2 separate regions of the Mus musculus genome follow, and region 2 is linked to region 1. A link is a contact called in public promoter capture Hi-C data. All regions are on one chromosome and are shown on one strand. The core of a region is the stretch at or near the end of the contact, and the rest is flanking DNA. Distances in the headings are between cores, read along the strand shown.

What was found. Promoter capture Hi-C pulls out the DNA fragments that hold promoters and counts their contacts.
Region 2: a contact with region 1 is called in a promoter capture Hi-C map of neutrophils, with 4 times the contacts expected there. The contact joins the promoter of Gramd2 here to the promoter of Man2c1 in region 1. A contact is called at or near these places in 2 of 39 promoter capture datasets (hippocampal neurons and neutrophils).

The regions. Positions count from the first base shown.
Region 1 is chr9:57,129,382-57,132,442 of GRCm38.p6, forward strand. It overlaps Man2c1 (mannosidase, alpha, class 2C, member 1), which reads left to right and starts at 1,396. Exons shown (of 26, transcript NM_028636.2): 1 at 1,396-1,508; 2 at 1,778-1,900; 3 at 2,151-2,274. The coding sequence starts at 1,408. Man2c1os (mannosidase, alpha, class 2C, member 1, opposite strand) reads right to left here and starts at 1,909. Exons shown (of 2, transcript NR_102289.1): 1 at 1,168-1,909; 2 at 601-746.
Region 2 is chr9:59,678,293-59,681,434 of GRCm38.p6, forward strand. Gramd2 (GRAM domain containing 2) reads left to right here and starts at 1,862. Exons shown (of 12, transcript NM_001379375.1): 1 at 1,862-1,960. The coding sequence starts at 1,920. Pkm (pyruvate kinase, muscle) reads left to right here. Exons shown (of 11, transcript NM_011099.4): 11 at 436-1,080. The coding sequence ends at 542.

The DNA of each region.
Region 1 (3,061 bases), core at 146-2,645:
AAATAAATTGTAACAATGTTTTTAAAATCCCCAACACCACCATAAAGAAAAATAATTTGACTTCTAGGTTTTCAAAAGGTGGCACAGTCCTTTAATCCCAGCACTTGGGAGGCAGAGGCAGGGGGATTTCAGAGTTCAAGGCCAGTCTGGTCTACAAAGTGAGTTCCAGGACAGCCAGGGCTTATACAGAGAAACCATGTCTTGAAAAAAAAAAAAAAAAAAAACTCATGAATTTTGCCTTGGACTCCTGAATTCTGGGAATACAGGTGTGTGTCACCATATCCTGCTTTTAGGGTGTTTTTCTCATAGGAGGACAAGGAAACTTGGAAGTAATCAAGCCTAATGGGAAAATGTAGGGCAGTGGCTGAGGCAGCATGCCAGGAAGAAAGGGTCTGGCTTCCTCAGCTATGGTTCACCTCTCCCCCTCTATTTCCTTAAGACTGCTGGCCTAGAAGGATGGGGAGCATGGGTCTGACCAGCAGCAGCCTTGGCAGTTGCTACCTATGTACTATGTACTGCACCTCCCTGCAGGTCAGGGTAAGATTTCAGGGCCCTTTTAGGAGAAAAAGTCCTTGTGACCAATAAAACAAGGGACTTTGCTCAAGTTTTGACAAGTTATTTTAATTGGCATTGTATATTTCTTACTTGATCATTTTTCTGGGTAACCTGCATTTGGAATGTAAACCTGGTTATTTCCATTAAAGCAGGCTAGTTAGATTCCTCCTGTATTATTTTCTTCCAGACTCCTGCAAACGTTAAAGCTGGAGGTTAGCATTCAAACTTCCTTGCACTTGTTGACCTGCGTTAGATCAAAATTCTGGACATTGGGGTAATGGGCAACGGTGATGCATGTAATGTAATGGAGGATTACTGGTGTGCAAAGCCCCTTTTCTGTATTTCTGAAAACACCCGAAGTAGCCTTGCGCTTTTCATATTATGCAGTTACCAATGCTTGAGTAAGTGAAGAGAATGGAAAACTAAACCTTTCCCATGCCCTTCCAGGGGTTCCCTCCCTAGCCCTTCCTTCAGAATACCAAGTAGCTCAGGCTGTACTCAAAGGCGCTACATTGTCGCAGATTACTCCAATTTACACTTCCTGGTCTGTGAACTTTGTGCATCCTAGGCAAGCACTCTCCCTACCGAACCACACCACCAGCTCAAACTTACCATTGTATTTTAAAATAATTTACCCAGCTGTCTGACAGCAAGGCTGAGGTGAGAACCGCGAAGGCTCAGCTTCCGGGTTTCACTGGGAGGCTCCCCAGAGCCAGCCTCTTGCAAAAGCCGTGGTGTTCCCAGAAAAGCTGCTCGGGTCTGTAAGCTGGTTGGATGCCGGAACCTTTGGTTCCAAGCGGTGCAACGAGCCGGCAGCACCAAGGATCTTCCGGGGAGGGAAGGCGCATCGCCATGGCGGCAGCGCCGTTCTTGAAGCACTGGCGCACCACTTTCGAGCGGGTGGAGAAGTTCGTGTCCCCGATCTACTTCACCGACTGTAACCTTCGCGGCAGGTGTGGTCCTTGGCCTACCACACCCGCGCGCTCTCCCCTTCCCTTCCGGAGGGAAACCCAGGCCGTGGCCAACCGGGCCGCGGAACAAAGTTCCCGCCACTGCCAGGCCAGGGGCTGGGGAGCGAACGGTAGAGGTTGGTCTGTGCTGCTGAGCTGCCAGGCAGTCCTCACGGCCTTAGCCAAGGGAGAGCGTTTCCCCAGCCATCCGCTGGCTCACGGGTGGGACAGGGGCGGCTTCGAGCATGCGCCCATCAGCTGCTCCTGCCCAGGCTCTTCGGGGACAGCTGCTCGGTGACACTCTCCAGCTTCCTGACGCCCGAGAGGCTTCCCTATGAGAAGGCGGTGCAGCAGAACTTCAGCCCTGCGCAGGTCGGCGACAGCTTCGGACCCACGTGGGTAACGCCCAGTTTGGCGAAGCTCCGCCCCACGACCAAACCCTAGTCTGCTAGATAGCAGAGTGGCGCCCTCTGCTGAGAGAAGCTCCTTTATCCTTCGGCGTCTTCACTTGAGTATTTTCATCCCTGCTGCCTCTCCCCCTTTCCCTTTATTCTTTGACCATTTCTCTGATGCTGCACATGCATGGAGAACATCTTAAAGCCGAGGGTTTCCACTCCTAGGCCCATCAAAATGGCTCTCTTACAGATGGTGGACCTGCTGGTTTCGGGTAGAACTGGTCATCCCTGAAGTTTGGGTGGGCCAGGAAGTTCATCTTTGCTGGGAAAGCGATGGAGAAAGCCTTGTCTGGCGTGATGGGGAACCTGTCCAGGTGAGGTGTCCTCTCTTAGAGCCAGATACTGCCACAGATTAGCCTGGTTTTTGGAGAAGCCACAGCTGAATGAATGGGTCTCCAGAGTAATTTCATGATTTCGGAACTGAGGAAATTGCCAGTGTTTAGACACACCCGAAGAGGTTATCAGATCCCATTACAGATGGTTGTAAGCCACCAGAATTTGGACACCAGTGTTATAAATCCCCAGTTTTCATAAGCTAGTTTTATTGTGTATAGTACATATGTATTGGGGGAAACTTCAAATCATTCTAAAATGATATAAAGTAAGGTATTAAGTTATCTTCCCATGAATAATGAATTTCTTTTAACTGCACTTCACATTCCCCAGATGTTAAATGTTAAATGTCATACCAGGTTTAATCTTTGTAATGCTATGTGATGACACTTTATATCCATTATAGATTTTAAAAAACTAAGACATTTCTTTGTTGGTCCATGCAGCTTCCGTTTCAAAGTCCAGTAACTGGGTCCTAAAAGAAGTCAGAGCCCTAGCCGGGCGTGGTGCTGCACGCCTTTAATCCCAGCACTCGGGAGGCAGAGGCAGGTGGATTTCTGAGTTCGAGGCCAGCCTGGTCTACAAAGTGAGCACCAGGACAACCAGGGCTATACAGAGAAACCCTGTCTCGAAAAAACAAAAAAACAACAAAAAAAAAACAAACAAACAAAACAAAACAAAAAAAAGAAGTCAGAGCCCTATCCAACTTTCTTCTCTTCGATGGCACCCACCTAACTGAACACTGAGGATGAACCAATCTATCTCAAA
Region 2 (3,142 bases), core at 612-3,111, 2.5 Mb after region 1:
GAAGTCATGGGCTGGGCCTATCTGTTTTATCACCCAGTTGTAAGATTAGCTGGAGCTACTGTCCTGAGCAGGGTGGGGTTAGAGGGTGGGGAACACAAGCTTTTGTGGCCTTATTCCTATATAGAGACAAGGAGGCAGCTGACCCTGACTCTCTAGAGTATAAACTGAATGGTGTCCAAAGGTCTCTGCATTCTGAGTTCAGCCTCAGCCCTTGTTTAGGCTAGGAGGCTTGCACCATCTTGTGGTGAGAAGAAGTAACTGTCAACCTGCTCCCCTACCCAGACGAGGATTATTAGGGCAGTTATCTGCACCTGCCTTGTTGGATTTGTGTCTGGGTTGGGAAAAGTGCCACTTTGTGTGATCAATTAGGACTGTGGGGCTTTGCAGTTTTCCTCAAGTGTATACCTCTACTCACCAACCTCCTTTTCCCCCCAGGCAAGGCCCGAGGCTTCTTCAAGAAGGGAGATGTGGTCATTGTGCTGACCGGGTGGCGCCCTGGCTCTGGATTCACCAACACCATGCGTGTAGTGCCTGTACCTTGATGGCCCTCTGGAGCCCCTCTTCTAGCCCCTGTCCCTTCCCCTCCCCTATCCTTTCCATTAGGCCAGCAACGCTTGTAGTGCTCACTCTGGGCCATAGTGTGGCGCTGGTGGGCTGGGACACCAGGGAAAATTAATGCCTCTAAAACATGCAATAGAGACCAGCTATTATTCAGGGCCCTACCTGAGCCAGGGGTGGAGGAGGAATGCAGGACTGGAAACCCTGACTTTATCACAGAAGGGCGGCAGCATCTCTGGGCTTTGCTTCTGTAGAAAGTTGTCAGAATTCCCAGCCCTAGCCTGGAGTCAGGAGACAGCAAAAGAGTAGGGGCTGAGGGTGTGGGGCCCAGGGTCCCAGTGTAGATGACGACTTCTGGCCCTGGCCCTGACCTGCTTTCCCAACAGCTTTGGCCTCCCCACTTCTTGTGCACTCCACTTCTGTCACTGCAGACACTCCACTCTCCACCTTGTATTCTGCAGAGTCTCCAGGCCTGTTGCTATAGTGCCCACCTGAATGTCAATAAACAGCAGCTGAAGCACCTGTGTTGTGTTTTGTTTTGTTTTTTTCCGGGGGTTGGTAGTGGTGGTCGAGCCCTGCCCTTTGAGCAATTGAGAATGACAACAGCCAGGAGGCCTGGCCTTGGGTGCTATGGATCCACCAGATAACCTTCAAGCACGGGACCACTGGAGACGCCGGAGACTGAATACTTTGGGAGTATATAAGTTGCCTCCTGCACCAAAGTGCGGCTGTGTATCGGGAAGCTGATCCGTTCTATTTCAGGGCAAATACTAGAAAAGTCTGGGACAGGTTCAGCTAGCACCTAGAATGGTCGAATAGTGGGCTGATCCCTGTGGTAGAGGCCTGTTGAGGGCGCTGTAGGATGAGTCCCTGATTGGATACTTCACAAAACCCTCAGCCTCCATAACAGTTAAGCACAAAGGGTCTCTTGTTTTCCTGTTGCCCTCAGGAATAAGGTACATAGAAACAAGGTGGGACCCTTGTCCCTGGCAACTCCCAACAGCCACCTAGTCAGAGGCTAAGGCCTCTGAAATTGAGATGTTGCAGCACCAAGAGCTCAGGTTAGGTAAGGAGGTTGGAAGGCGGAGTAGAATGAAGAGCCCTGAGGGAACATTTTGATATGAAGTCCCATAATTGAGGACCCAGGCCCTGGTTTCCTCGACCTCACAATTTTGAAGACCTACCTGCAGCTGGGACCCATCAGGGCGGTCTGGGAGCGGGGAAGGCTCCACCAATTGAGCCAGGCTCATTCTGCGCGAGCGGCCAATAGGCGTGTGGGGGCGGGCCTTTCCCGGGGTGGGCGGTCCCCGGAGGGCACTGGGTCTGGCGCACGGCCTCGGGCTCCCGGAGAAGGCGCTGCGATGACCGCCCTGAGCCGTAGCGAGCCTGTCGAGGCGGGCAGGTAAGGGAGGCGTCCCGGGGCTCCAGGTCCAGGAGGCTGCGACGAAGGGCAGGGCGACTCTGGGAATGCCGCGCCTAGGCGCCTTCTGCCTCCCGGCTGGGCACTTCCAACCGCAGAAATTTAGGCTTGGACCCTGCGCCTCCGCCCGGCTGTGAGGTGTGCGAGTCTGGTGCGATGTATCCGATGTGTCTTGGTGGCTTCAGGCGAGCGGAAGGCACGCTCCCTTCTGGAAATCACCTCGTGTCGGCCACCCTCGCGGTCCATTCATTTGTGTTTCATTCATTTCTCGCCATAACGACCCCCCAGTCCCGGTTGTCTCCACACACAGCCTGGCGCTTCCCTGTGGGCCTCTGCAAAATCAGCTCCTCTCCTCTCCTCTCCACTCCCAGCGGGATCTACTCTTAGGAGCACACTCGGCTGCTTCTGAGGCAACGTGGAGCTGTCCCAGCACGACTCGGCCGCACCCCGTGCGCCAGGCCCGGGCGGGCTGGGGCTGGTCTCCAAGCCCAGAGAGCTGGTTCAAAGTCGGCTTGGGAGGAAAGGAAAGTTCTTGCAGGTAGTGGAGAATAAGTGGGGGGAGAGAAGACAGGAGGCGGCATGGCAGATGACATCAAGAATGGTAACTGTGAGCTGGGAGGGTAGGTAGTGTTTACCTAGCATATATAAGGCCTTGGATTTGGTCCTTAGCACTGCATAAAACACATTGGTGATGCACATCTACAATTCCAGCACCGTATGCAAGATGGTTCATGCTTGCTAGCTCCTGGGAAGCTTACATGAGCTGAGATTCAGGGTCATCTTGGACTACATAATGATTTCAGGTCCAGCCCTGGGGAGTTAGGGAATTTAACTTTTGAAGTGGTGCAGATGAGATTATTTAGGGGGAAGATGCGGCCCGTTGATGAAACTGTAAATTCTTGCTCCCACCCAGCCCCAAACCTGCAGGATTGGACATCCCTGGCCAGCCAGGATGGATTGAGGTGGGGCAAATGTGATCTTGTTCCCACATCAACCTTGGTACATAGGGTGATGAGTTAGCACTCAGTCCTCTACGGGCTTGAGGGGGTGGGCTAGCTGTGATCAGCCTTTGTCTCTGGGTTTGCCTCCTTCAACGTACGTATCTGGTTGTGCAAAGGTGTCCTTCCACTCCTAAAGCTGGAAGACAAGAGTCTTGCCAGAAGA